2 separate regions of the Mus musculus genome follow, and region 2 is linked to region 1. A link is a contact called in public Hi-C data. All regions are on one chromosome and are shown on one strand. The core of a region is the stretch at or near the end of the contact, and the rest is flanking DNA. Distances in the headings are between cores, read along the strand shown.

Region 1 (7,360 bases), core at 1,498-3,997:
TGTGTGTATATGTATGCATGTATGTGTGCATGTGTGTATATGTGTGTGTTGGTATGTGTATATGTGTGCGTGCATGTATCTGTGTATAGGTATGTATGTGCATGTGTGTGTGTATGTATGTGTACTATGCCTATAACTGTGATTTTGGAGGCTGAAGGTCATGTGGCTTTCTCTGTAGTGTTCCACTTTGTTTTTTGAGACAGGGTCTCTCACTGAGCCCAGATCCTGCTCTTTAGCTAGACATGCTTAATGGCAGGTTCACAGATTTGACTGTTCCCACTCCCCAGTGTGAGTTATTTTTCTGTTCCCACCCCTTTGCTAAGAAGAATGAGCCTGGGGTTACAGATGTATATCACTATGTCCAGTTTGCATCTTCAAGTCTTTCAGCTTTTAGATGTGTGGTCAACATCTACATGCATTTTTATAACCAAATTTAAATAGTGGAAATGTATTAGTTATTATATAAAAATTCCTTTTCCTTCTGTCATTAGTCAACATTCAACACATCCCTGCGGCCAGAGTATATGGGACTTTCTGGCCATTACTAGCCAGTGAAAAGTGGACCCCAGGTAAAGATCCTGTAGCTTTCCAACTGCAGTGCTGTCTATCTGGGCTGGACGTCAGATCCCAAAGGCTAAGGCCCAGCCCCATAAGACCTAACTCACTTCACATATCCACAGTAAGTAGTAACTTGGTATTTGTGTTTCTCCTCAGATGGATCTCAGTTGAGGTCTTTTGAGAAAGAAGGGGCATGTGCCCATGTTCTAGCTTTGAGAGACATTCCCGTTTACAGTGTCGGATATACCTGTTAGGAAAGCTCTCAGGACTCAGGGAAGCATGCTTACTGGGTTCTTATGTTGAGAAGAGTTAGAAGAAGAGATATGGATACACAGGTGGGCATGAAGATTTAATGGGCTATGGTCTGGAAAGGCGGCCCTGAGCTCAGGGGCCCCTTCCTGCTCGTGGACATGCCATCCATCTGGAAGGTCCATCCACGGTGCTGCTGAAAGGTTTTGTAGGGTTTAAATGTGTGGGCAATGTGACTGATCAGCCAGTCTCCAGGTCAGGCCCATTTCCCAGAAGCTGGGGGTGGGGTTGACAGATCTACACTTTGGCTGATTATCCCACCTGCTGTGATTCACTGAGAGTTACCTCAGGGGAGTGGAAGATGGGTCTACTGTTGATTAGATATCAGGAAAAGGGGAGGGAGCTCAGAATTGGGAATCTGTGTAAAAGAGCAATCGTGAACATGAACGCTGCGTCGTCGTCCCCCCCCCCTCCCCCACTCAGGAAGTGAGGAGTTCTGAGTCAGAAGATGCTAAACACACCTGATGCTTTTGGCTGTTCCATTATGTTTTCAGGGGAAACACGAATAGACATCTATTTGCACCAGACGGGGAACCTAAGGCAGATCAAAGAAGCTGGCCACCTCTCATCCTCAGGCAGGAAACTCAGATGATGCTGGTATTCAGCTTGTTCTCTCTCTTATATGCACATATACACACATACACACATGTCAACACACACATGCATCCACATATACACACATACACACACACATACACACATACCAACACACACACATACATACACTCAAGCCAGGCCCCCAGCCCACTTGGTGAACCGTTGAGTACATTAGGCCTATTTATGGGACCACGGGTGAGATGTTACTGATAGGAGTATGGCTAACTTTATGTCACCCATCATGGGTGACAACCCACAGAAGATATGTCACAAGTTCCACCTACAGCTGACCCTTCTACCACCAGCATACTCTAACATCCCTTTAAGATCAGAGAGAAGAATGGCTGGAATCCCTCATGAAGGTCCTAGCATCCTCCCTCCTACCTCTCTTCCTATAAGGTAGTATATTAGTGTTCTCTAAAGTAACACACACATACATACACATATACACATGTATATGTACATGTACACATATATGGTTTATGTTATAGATACTTTAACAGATGTTATATGTAACATCAAATAATATATACACTGTCAGTTTTGCTATATGATATATCTGTGATATACGTATGTCATATATATGTATATGGGGTATTCATTAGAGTGGTGTGCAGGTTGTGATCCAGGCATTACAACAATGGCTGTCTTGCATTGGAAAACCCAAGGATCTGGTGGCTGTTCAGTCCATAAGACTGGATGTCTCGGGTTGGGGAGTTGGCTCATTGGTTAAAAGCACTGACGGCTCTTCCAGAGGTCCTGAGTTCAATTCCCAGCACCCACATGGTGGCTCACAACCATCTCTAATAGGATCTGATGCCCTTTCCTGGTGTGTCTGAAGATAGTTACAGTGTACTTATTCATATACATAAAATAAATAAATATATTTTTAAAAACCCTCAAAAATAAAAATAAAAAATGACTGGATGTCTCCACAGTTCCAATCTGCTGCTGGAGTTCCAGGGGATTCCTAGGGAGCTGCTGGTCTTCTATCTACACTGGAATCCTGAAGATGTGGGCTGTCAGGCCAGCAAGGGACTGACTCAGCAGTAGGGATAGATGAACTTGTCAGTGAGACGAGCACACAGGCAAAAAAGAGCAAAAGCATTCTTCTTCCATGTCCTTTTATGTGGGCTGCCACCGGAAGGCATGGCCCAGATATAGGGTGGGTCTTCCCAATTCAAATGACCTAATCAAGAAATGTCCTTCACAGCTGTGCCCAGCTGTCTGGGTTTTAGTTAATTCCAGATGTAGCCAGGTTGGCAGCCATGATCAGCCACCACAGGCAGTGTTAAGTCTCACCACCATTCTCACAGGCTCAGCTGTCCCTCACTGTCTGTCACGATTCGTTGTCATGACGGGGGCTAAGCATCCAGGAACAAATGTCTGGCATGCCTGGAGGAAATCCCTTATTCCAACATGGGCTCAGGATCTCACATGACGTTGCTACAAATATGTCAGCTGAATTCTTGTTCTTTCCTTATTTGACTGGGAGAAGCTCAGTCATGTTCCTGGGACATTCATACTGGAGGGCAGTTAGAGTGTTTCACCATATAAACTGGTTAAAATTAACTGGGGGTTTCTACCCCATCTTAGATCACTTAGTTTCTAAATAAAAGATGCAAAACCTTTATAATAAGCCTTAAAAGCAGTAGAGCTGGGCAGGTATCAACCTTCTATGCTATTTTGTCTACTTCCCCATCAATAATCCCATGATATAACTTGCCACATTTTGCCTGGGTCACTCCTACTCCAATTAGCCATCCTTCATGGCCATATTCTCATGATACATCTACCCTAGGGCGTCTTCCTCTTCCTCCTCTCCTCTCCTCTGGTCTCTACCTCAGACCTCAAGCTAGGCAACTGAAGCCCCGCCTACCTCTCTTATGCCCAACTATAGGCTGTGGCATCTTTATTCAACCAATGGTATTAAATTAAGGAGCAAGTTTACATAGCATCACTTGGTTGTCCTTGAAGATGTCCTTGTCCCCGAGGAGCTCCTTGTAAAGGACAACCAGCATCATTACAATACGTAGTTACAGAGCAAACCTCAACAATAGGAAACATGCGTGTCTTCACCAGGTGCTAGCTGGACCACTCATCTCACGCCAGTGAGTAATCTAAGAGAGAATAAGGCCACGACAGTGTGTCTTACAGCTTAGCTTCACACATCACACTCCTGCTGTTTTTGCAGGGTACTAGGCCAGGCTGCATGTTGAGATTCAGTGGCAAGTGAAAGACACTCACATACTCACATACTCTGGCCACATAGCCTATAGCCCAGGCTCTAGCTCCATAGGGTCACTTAGGTGTGGCCTTGTTGGAGGAAGTGTGTCACTGGGGGGCGGGGCTTTGTGATTTCAAAAGCCCATGCCAGGCTGTGTCTGTTTGTGCCTGTTTCTCTCTGTCTCCCCCGCATCCCCCCAATCTCTCTTGATTGTGAATCAGGATATAGAACTCTCAGTTATGTCTTGAGTGCCATGTCTGCTTGCATGCCACTGCATTCCCCACCATGATGATAATAGGCTAACTTCTGACACTGTAAAACCAAATTTGTAAGAGTTTCCTTGGTCATGGCATCTCTCCACAGCAATAGAATAGTGACTAAGCAATGGACTCAGTAAGGTGAACAAGGACAAATTGTCAAAAAAAAAAAAAAGTTGTGCAAGAGACAAATGGCTGCTGAGTGTAACAGGAATTGCCAGCTTACATGGGGATGCCAATGAGACCAGTGAAATGTGTGACCTGGCGACAGTTCCATTGGAAGGTTGGAGAGGCAATGCTGATGGTGGGAAGTGGTAAGTGGCAGAGAAAGAGCAGGTGTGTGCGGCCGTGGAAACCAAGGCTGGAAGGGGCTTCAAGACAGTGTGTCAATTGTTCAAAGCTTCTGAGAGGTTAAGACAAGGAAAAGAATCTATCGGGTCACTGTGACCCTGATTGGCATATGCCAGTGGAGATGGACGGCAGTTTGGGAAGGGTAGAAGGGTCACTGTGGACGGAGGGTAAAGTCTAGAGACGGTGAGCATCCATCAATGGAAAGCTAGATGATTCACTAAGTGACCAGAAGGGCAGAAAAGGGTGTTGCCTAAAGCTTTTACTACTCATCTTTAAGCTCCGGGTGGACCTCGCTATCAGCCCTGCCTAGGTTCCCTGGGATCCACAGGTGAAACACACACACACACACACACACACACACACAAGCTTATTTTTCAACCTGCCTTATTGGCTCAGTTTCTAGGCTCTTCTAAGCCTTCCTCAGCTATCTCAAGCCCTTCTTTTCACTCCCAGCTCAGCACCCTAAATCTACCCTCAACTTTAGTTGATCGGTACCTTCTTGTTCAGCAACACAAAACTTCCCTATACTTAGTTGCATTGCTAATCTTCCCCCTGGGGAAGCAAACAGCCCATGGCTGCTCTGGGCTAGAGCTCACGTGGCTGGTCACCTTTTCTCCCTCCGAAGCACAGGGAAACCTCCCTTTCTCTTCCTTGGTCTCTCCCTCCCTCTGGGGAACCAGAAGTCCCGCCTCTTTCCTTCAGCTCAACAATTAGCCCCTGGCATCTTTATTGATTGATCAAGAACCAATTGGGGAACAGGACCTTAGCATCTGACCCACCCCTACAAAGGGACTTATAGCTGGGGCTTAGGCGTCTGCCTGCTGGAATACATTTGAAGATCAGCTTGTGGAACACAAGGAAAAATCTGTCCCCTAATTGAACATAGACCTTCTGTGCCAGCAGTGGTGGTGAGGAAGTTTTCTAGAGGAGCGCCTTGCCCAGTACCATCTCTCACAAACCCTCAATAAATACTTGAAAGGAGAGAGACTTGTTTGGCACATGTGTAGAAACAGCAGAGCTTTGCCCATGTAGCTTCTTTCACAAAACTAGACAAAGCCTGCAGACACGGGCTCTTGCTTTTGAGGGTCTTTAAAGTTGATCTTGGAAAAGGGCTTTTCTTGGTTTTAAGAGTCAGCATGGCTGCTGAGCACCTGTTTGAGACTTTTCAATTTTATTTGTGAGACCGCCTCGTTGCTGGTCTTGAATTCACCAAGTAACCAGGCCTTGAACCGATCCTGCTCCCAAGTGAGGACAATGAGAATCAGCCATTGTAGGAGGGACTTAGCCTAGCAGGCGCAGCCTCCTGTTCTAGCCAACCTAGAACCTGCCAGCATTGCTAAAAGACTGCTGATGCTTGACCAGGCAATGGAGCGAGCCAATGAGAAAGAGTCAGTACCACATCTGGCTACTTGAGAGCCAATGAGATGCTTGGGGGGAGGGGTATAATGGTTTGCTGAGTTCCAGCAATAAATGCGTCTGCTTTTGCCACTTGCCTGACTCCTAGAGTCTGTGTTGTGGACTCTGGGCCTTCTTACCCCCATCCCCAAGGCTCTTGGTCAGGGTCACACGCAACAAGCCATCACACCTGGCTTATACTACGCTGGGAATCGGACCCAGGTGTGATCCATAATTTAAATATCAACTTGACACACCCTGGATAGAGAGCCTCAGAGACATCATCTACATCGTGTTGGCCTGTGGGGGATTGTCTTGACTGCTTTCATTGATACAGCATTTCTCAACTTGGTCGTCGTGATCCCTTTGAGGGGTAAAACGCCCCTTTCACAGGGGTCACCCAAGACCTTCGGAAAACATAGATATTTACATTATGATTCATAACAGTAGCAAAATTACAGTTATGAAGTAGCAACGAAATAATTTTATGGCTGGGGGTCACCACAGCGTGAGGACCTGTATAGAAGGGTTGCAGCGATTAGGAATGTGGAAAGACCCATCTCCAGTGTGGGCAACACCTGCTGATAACATCGCAGATAAAAGGGCACAGAACAAGGCAAGTATTTTGCTTTATGATTATTTATTCTTCACTCGTGTGAGCCGGTTCACCCATCCTGTCAGTGATGCAGCTCACCCCTTCAGTGATATCAGAACCGGCCTCCACTCTGGATTGAGGAACTCTCAAGGGGTCCTCCGGGCTTTCGATGGCAGATTGGGACTGTTGAAGGCACCTTGCCTCTGTGGGCAAAGCTTGTGGATTACTGCATTCCTGATCTCTCCACTGTGAAATAGTCTACTCCGTTCTACTCTGACTATCATGGAAGCCAATTTAGTATATTCTCTTTTAACACATATATTCTTCTGTCAGTTCTGTTCCTCTTGAGAAGCCGATGAATACTTCAGACTTCGGCGCTCGCTTAGAAAGCATCCTACCAGCTGAGACCTGTCCTCAGTCTAGGACTTATTTCAAAGAATTCCTGTGAAAGACGAAAGTGCCCAGCGTTCTTCTGACATTTCTTCTGTTAAACAGGAATGAGTAATATCCCCGTGGTTAAGAAATGCCTGGCACCTGGGGATGAGACGCTCCCACCCACTGATGTCAAGGAGGCTCAAACGGTCCAGCCCATTCTCCTGTTGTCAAGCTGGTTCTTATTTATATCTGTGAGTTGGTGGCCTCTGGTTTGCTGTGTCCTTTGAGCGCTATAATCAGTGTGGCACAGTCGTGGTTCCAATCCTATGAATAGTTCTGTCCCAAGCAGTTCTTACATCTCACGGGTGCCTTCTCTTCCCTGAATCTTAATTTTCTCATGAGTAATTGGGAGAGAGGGCAGAGCAGGCTTAAGTCAGACCCTTAATCGGATGAGTTATTTCTAGATGCTTTAGACGGTCCATCCTGCTGTGAAAGAAAGCGAGAGGAGCTTTTCCTCAAGGCTCCTCCTCTCCCTTCTTTTCTGAAAGCAAAGCAGGCTTATTTAGAATAGCTCGAAGCAGAAAGCTGGTACCAGTTCCTTCATTTAGGCTACTTCGAAGTGTTGTCTCCAGGCCAACATCAGAGACATCACTGGCACACTTGGAATATTCTGGAAATGCACTTGTATTTCACTTT
Region 2 (7,360 bases), core at 2,732-5,231, 410 kb after region 1:
GTGTCCTTTCTAATGTCCCCTCACCTTACATAGGATGCAACAGTCCTGTGACAGGAGAGCTCTGAGGCCTCCCTGGGACTCCCTGAGTTTGTGGTGTCATTCTCCTGTACACCACGAAACCCACAGTCATTCTGGTTGTTTCTACTTTATGTGGTGACCAATTTCTTATATTTCTCTTCATTCTTGTCGTCTCCAGAGGCCTCTCTGTTCTTCATGTAGGTCTCATTTTCTGCACAGTAGCCACATTCTTACTGTCTTGGGAATATCCGTATCTGTTTCCCTCTTTGAGGCCTGTTAGTAGTAAGTGGTCTCTTTTGCTTTCTGGAGATTCACAGTTTATTTTCATCTCCAGAAATCCGACTGTGTCCTGCATATGATTTGTTGGTTGGGTGTTCAGCTGGTGACCTGTCTGCCCCTAGAGTTTGTGTGGTGTTGTTTCTTATATTGCTTTGGGTCCATTCTTCACCCATTCCTTGCATCTGACTCTTATCTTCTGATGCCATTCCTGGTATTTCTCTCTCTTTATATCTTACTGTGAAAATTTTATTAACTGACATATCTTTTAACATCCCTGATTCTTTGCCTTGCTCTAAAGATGTTCTCTTATGAGACTAATCAAAATAATTTTTCATTTCTGAGAATATATATTTTTATTTATTCTATATATTATATAGTATATACTACATACTATATATATTCTATATAATATATTGCCCAGTTATAGTATATATGGTATATATTATATTATATTATATATTTTATATAGTATATATTTTCCACATCATATTAGTATATAGTGTATATATATTTAATATATATAAAATATATCATAATATATGTAGTATATATAATATGATATAGAAAATATATACTATATATAAAATATAACATAATACATACAGCATATAGATAATGTATATATAATAAATATGCTATAAAGTATTATATAACATACTATATATACTATATATATTACCAAGCATTTCATTAAGCTCTCTTGAGAACTCCTTCTCTTGGCTGAAATTCCACCAGTCTCTTTTAATTATTTGTTAAAGCTCTATACAAAGTATATCTGTTTTCATTTGCTCCCCTCCACCCCCTCCCATGTATCCTCTCCACTCAGGCTGGTTTCCTCTCTTCTCAGTTCTCACTTCTTCTTCTTTATTGTTCATGTGCCACAACCATTTCAATTTTCTGCATCCATTAAGGTCTCCTGCACCCCTTGAGGATCCCCTACCTGTATTGTGATCTCCATGTACATCCACATACACGCACACACTTTTAAACTTTGGCTCTGAGCACAGGAAAACATGAGGTATTTGTCTCTCTGAGTCTGTCTGTCTTTTGGTTAGCAGGTCAAATTCATTGTTGTGAAATTGTAATGATTTTATTTTTCTTTACTGCTGTGTAAAATTCCATTGTAGGCCTGCTACAGGGAGGTGGGAGAGAGAAACAGGAGAGGCCTCAGAAGTTCACAGGTAGCCTGTGAGCTCACACAGTGGGGGTTGTGGGGAGAACAAGGCAGAAAGGATAGGAACAACACATGGACATGCACACACACATATGTGCGCACACTCTGGAATCCACAAAGATGAACAAGCACATATGACACAGACAGGAAAATGTCATTGCATACAACCACTTCATTTTCTGTAGCTATGCATCTGTTGATGAGCACCTAGCAGACTCTACAACAAGGCTTTTGTGAATGCAATACCCGCAGGACACACAAGTGTCTTGTAGTGTGTTGACTTCAGTCCTCTGTTCTCAATCCCGACAGGTGCACCAGGACCATTTGGTAGTTCTAGTTTCCGGTTTTTAAGAAACCTCCAAACCAATTTCCGTAATTGGTAGGCAAGCTTACACTCGCTCCAGCTAGTATATAAGGGTTCCTCTTTCCTCACATCGCGCCAGCATGCCCTGCCATTCATTTAACAAAGATGGTCATTCTGAACGGGATAAGATAGAGTCTTAAAGCCGTTTGAGTTTTCCCTGCTAAGAATGTTGAACACTGAGCTGGAGAGATGACACAGAGGTTGAGTGTATGTGAGAGCCAGCATCTGGTCATCAGGGATGGACCCAACAGAGATTTCACATTACCCAGTCTTTAGATTCCTCCGATGGAGACTTTGCTAGACTCAAAAACACCCCACTTGCAGTCAGTCCTCTCACCTATCTCTCTGCCTCCCTCCCAACCTCTCTCTCTCTCTCTCTCTCTCTCTCTCTCTCTCTCTCTCTCTCTCTCTCTCCTCCAGCAGTCCAGCAGAATTCTCTCATGCTGTTGGCTGCCGCTGCTTGTCACTCTGAGCTAGACTCTGCCTGGATCGGGGGCACGGGTCCTCCGTGCTAGCCCAGGCTTTAGTAAGGAGTTTATCAGGCCTCGAGGCTTATACATTTGGGGGCCTTTCCACCACGGCATCCAAACCCTCCCTTCTATCTGCAGTTGTGGAACTGAAGGCTCTTCATGCCAGCCTGAATCCCAGCAAGCTCGTACCAACCGACACAATCCCAGTAGGAAACACAGGCTCTGAGAAACAAAGCTCTCAGTCTCTTGACATCATCCGCCTTTTTCGATGTGCTGCTGTCAGCTTCACAATAGAAACACAGTTCTGGCCCTGTTCGAGGGGAAGGCAGGAGACCTTCTCCTTACCTGAAGAATCAATATGCAAATACCCATCAATTCCTCCACAGGAGCACTTTCTGTCTTGATTTGCTCCCAGTTCTCAGAACTAGCTCTTATGGGAGGTAAGGATGACAAGGGACCCAGTGCCTGTCAGTATGAAGGTCATTTGACACTTGAGAAGCAGAGTCTTTAGATAGAGGTATTCTGATCCTAGAATACCAGTGTAAGAGGGTCTGCAGGTGGAGTTGTGATTCCAACCCTGCCACCAGCAAACGTTCTTAATTGGCAACAGTTCTATGTCTCATTTTAGCAGATGGAGTTATTTTTGAACCATCCATTGGATTGTTGCAAGGATAAAAACCGAGCCTTAGATCTGCAAGCTGTATTTGTATGTGCACACGTGCACATGTGCTCATTCATTGCATGTTCATGTATGTGTACATGCAATGTATATGCATACTGTGCATATCAAGGCCAGAGGTCAACCTCAAGTGCCATCCCACAGAAACTGTTCACCTTATTTGTTTGCGGCAGAGTCTCTCACTGAGACCTAGGAATAGCAAATAAGGCTAGTGTGATGGTTTGTTTATACATGCTTGGCCCAGGGAGTTGTACTATTAGGAGGTGTGGTCTTGTTGGAGTGGGTGTTGCCTTAGTTGGAGTAGGTGAGGTTATTGTGGGAGAGGGCTTAAAACCCTCATCCTAGCTGCCTTGAAGTCAGTCTTCCACTAGCAGTCTTCAGATGAAGATGTAGAACTCTCAGCTCTGCCTGCACCATGCCTGCCTGGATGCTGCCATGCTCCCACCTTGATGATAATGGACTGAACCTCTGGACCTGTAAGCCAGCTCCAATTAAATGCTGTCATTATAAGACTTGCCTTGATTATGGTGTCTGTGCACAGCAGTAAAACCCTAAGACAGCTAGCCCATCTGGCCAGCAAGCCCAGAGGTCTGTCTGCCTCTGCCTCCCCAGTGCCGGGATTATACATATGTGGCAGTGCCCCCAGCTTACATAGCAAACACTTTACCACCTGAGCTGTCTCCTCAGTTCCTTTTATAATACTTTCTAAGAGTTTTAGAAATATAGAGGCTTCCTCTATAGGAAGTCCAAGGCGTTAGGCTTCATGCCCCCATTGGCTATGTAACTCAGCTTTGTGGGAGAGAACAGACTACAGACGAAAGCAGAGGAAGAAGATACTGGAGGTCTTCACCCTGCCAATCAATCGGCCTGTGTGACAAGGGTTAATAAAGGCTTCAACCCTGGGAAATCCCTTTCCTTAAGGAACAATAATAGCAGGGAAGCAGTGGCCTTAGTCCTGGGCTCACTGAGCTCAGTTCAACTGCTTCCTGGGTTGTTCCCTAGCTCAGTGCTCCCCCTACTGGCTAAGAACTAGATTTGCTCACATAGTGCTGCTGGTTGGACTCAGACAGACAGATCAAACCTCAAGTCACCCCAGGGCATGCTAGCCTCCCACTGTTGTCAATCCCAGTAAAGCCCACCCTGAGCTTGTCACCCAGGGTTCCCAATCCGGTCCACCCAGCTGAAGTCTTCGGCCAGAAGCTGGCTGATCTAAAGCAGCACGTGACTGTCCACAGAATAGCCATTCTTGCTTGTGGATCTTGTGAGGCAGAGGTGAGCAGGTACCTCCCGGGGGGTGTGTGGCCTGCAAAGTACAAGATTCTGCCGTCTGACTCTGTGCATCGAATGTTTATCTGGGGACTGGGAATGTAGATCAGTAATAGATTGCTTGCCTGGCATGTACAATATCCTGGGATTATTGATATCACACACACACACACACACACACGCACACGCACACGCACACGCTCGCACACACACACACACAGGCATCAGTTTTACCCACTTATTTTCCTTTTTTGAAAATAGATTCTTTTTTATAAAATGTATTCTAATTATAGTTTTCCTTACCCCAGCTCCTCCCAGTTCCTCCCCACCTCCCCTACTACCTGGATCCACATTTTTTTTTCTTTTCTTTTCTTTTCTTTTCTTTTCTTTTCTTTTTTTTTTTTTTTTTTTTTTTTTTTGGTTTTTTGAGACAGGGTATAGCCCTGGCTGTCCTGAAACTCACTTTGTAGACCAGGGTGGCATTCTTTCTGTCTCTCCTTAAAAAAAAAAAACAGGAATCTGAAGAAGAAGAATAAAATAAGATAAACCAAAAAACAAACAAGTCAGATTAGGACAAAGCAAACAAACAGAAAATTTTGTTTAAAAGCCATAGAAATATCAGGAGGAATACACACAGATGCAGAGACATACATGTACACACACAGGGATCAGGAGCACATATAGATGCAGACACACACACATGTGCACACACAGGAATCAGGAGCACATATAGATGTAGACACACACACACATGTGCACACACAGGAACCAGGAACACATATAGACACACATACATGCACACATGCTTGCTGATCTATGAAAGGATCAAGTTTAGCTCTTGGTACCACACTGAGAGGTTCACAACCACTGTAACTCCAGCTCCAGGGATCCAATTCATCCTTCTGATCTCCAAGGGCATCTGTTTACACATGTGGCATAAGCACACAAAAGCACACATACATGTACACATAAAGATAGATAACATATATAGACAGATGACACAGAGATGATACATAGATACATAGAAACATAGATACATAGTTGATACATTGATAAATAGATAGATACATAGATACATACATAGATAGATACATAGATATATAGATATATACATTATACATAGATATATAGATAAAAGATAGACACATACATATATAGATAATAGATAGATAGATGATAGATAGATAGATACATAGTTGATACATAGATAGATGATTGATAGATATATAGATAGATGATACATACATAATACATAAATATATAGATGATACATAGATAGATGATAGATACATAGATAGATACATTGGTGATACATAGATAGATAGATAGATAGATAGATAGATAGATAGATGCATAGATACACAGATGATACATAGATAGATAGATGACGATGATAGAAAGATAGGTAGGAGACAAATAATAAAATAATTTTCAGTTCAAGCATTAACAATTTGCCAACAATATCGGGTCAAAGTTCATGTCAAACAGCACTCCGTGAAAATGCAGTCAGCCAGATAAATGTGGTGGAAATTTTTAGAGAGTAAACTATTGGATTTCTTCAGTGAAGAAATAAGCATGGAGGAAATGGAAGAGAGAGTGGTGAGCTTTGCAGAGTGAAAGGCTTGTGAAGGATCTGGGAGCAAATGAAGCATCAAGATGAACCCAGACACTCAGAAAGGGCCATAGAGTTTGAGCACAGGTGGAGGCTTAGACACTGGGTGTTATTTCTACTGCTTTATTTCTGATAACAGCATTGCCAGCATATCTCTCTCTCTCTCTCTCTCTCTCTCTCTCTCTCTCTCTCTCTCTCTCTCTCTCTCTCTCTCTCTCCCTCTCCCCCTCCCCCTGCCCCTCTCCCTCTCCCCCCCCTCCCCACATATATATCATCTCCCTGTCTTTCTCCCTAGCCTGCCCCCATCTCAAAAGACTCGTTCTCCATTAAAGTTGATTTAATTGAGCTACTTATTAGATTCTCATTCTCTTCTTGGGTCTTGCAGCAAGAGAATACAGTGTGGTAGAAGCCAAAGGTTGATTGGTGTAGAGGAGGGGCTGTGACTTGAACTCAGGGCCCTGACTGTGCAAAGCAGGCTCTGTCTGTGCCCAGCTCCAAGGCTGATATTTAGTGAACCTGGATAAGGAGGATCTGAAATTCGCTATAGGTTTTCCCTCAAACTTTATGTTTAGAACTTTTTTATTATAGGATATTCTAATTTTTTTAACTATATGTTTAAAGTTCGTCATTTAAATAACCCTCCAGCCATGTTAGTTCATGCAAGAAACCCTAAATGAACACAGGTATCACCAAAAAAGGCATGGAAGAAGGGGGCCTTGTTAGAGTGAAGGGTTCACTGGAAGTAGGATGGAGAAATGATGGATGTGACGAAAATGTGTGTGTGTTCATGTGTGTGTGCATGTATGTGTAAATGTGTGTGCATGTATGTGTATGTGCTGTATGTGTGTATGTGAATACATGTGTAAGTCTGCACATGTGCATGTACATGTATGTGTGTGTGCAAGTGTGTGCATGTGTGTACATGTGTGTATATGTGTGTGAATGTGTGTTCATGTGTATGTGTGTATGCATGTGCATGTAGGTGTGTGTGCATGTGTGTGTGTGTGTGCTTGAAATTGTCAAAAAATCAATTTTTTAAAAGAGAAAATAAAAATATAAAAGATGTGGAGAAATTAAATCCCAGTTGTGCCGGCCATTTCTGTTTGTAAGGCCCACAGAGCACGTTGTAAAGCCCCGTGGAAACTGACTGAGGTACTAAGAGTTCAGAGACTGGAGTCACCCTTGCCTCGCACAGTGCAAGGCTGGGAGTCCACATCCCCACCTAAGCCAAGTGGGATCAGTCCGGTTCCTCATGTGCAGGAAGTGTTCAGGACCCCGTAGCTATCGCATGGGCTCTGAAACTGCATGTATGATTGCCATGAGCCTGGTTAACATGTGATCTCACTGAATCATTGTGAACAATGAGACATCAACTCATATCTCAGCACCCAGGAATGTGAAGCCAACAGCGGGGATTGTTTTCAGTGTCTACTTATGCTTCCCTGATGGTTTAGAAGCAACAGTCAATGCAGGGGCAATGGGATTGCTAATGATGCTT

What was found. A called contact is a pair of places that touch in the nucleus more often than the background predicts.
Region 2: a contact with region 1 is called in a Hi-C map of muscle stem cells, with 3 times the contacts expected there. The contact joins two enhancer-like sites. A contact is called at or near these places in 30 of 484 Hi-C or Micro-C datasets (the AML12 cell line, the C2C12 cell line, MC3T3-E1-derived osteoblasts and 21 more), 1 of 115 datasets of contacts at active chromatin or transcription factors (embryonic basal ganglia) and 1 of 9 other capture datasets (embryonic stem cells).

Annotation. Positions count from the first base shown.
Region 1 is chr10:69,432,689-69,440,048 of GRCm38.p6, forward strand. No RefSeq gene overlaps it. Among named protein-coding and RNA genes, the nearest start is that of Cdk1, 83 kb to the left of the region's middle. Within about 2 kb of position 2,748, at least 2 of the 459 cell types and tissues checked have an H3K27ac peak or open chromatin away from gene starts, as enhancers often do. A contact at or near this core is called in muscle stem cells, where this site is marked.
Region 2 is chr10:69,841,935-69,849,294 of GRCm38.p6, forward strand. The region is part of intron 7 of Ank3 (ankyrin 3, epithelial); the gene reads left to right. Among named protein-coding and RNA genes, the nearest start is that of Gm33416, 21 kb to the right of the region's middle. Within about 2 kb of position 3,982, at least 40 of the 459 cell types and tissues checked have an H3K27ac peak or open chromatin away from gene starts, as enhancers often do. A contact at or near this core is called in muscle stem cells, where this site is marked.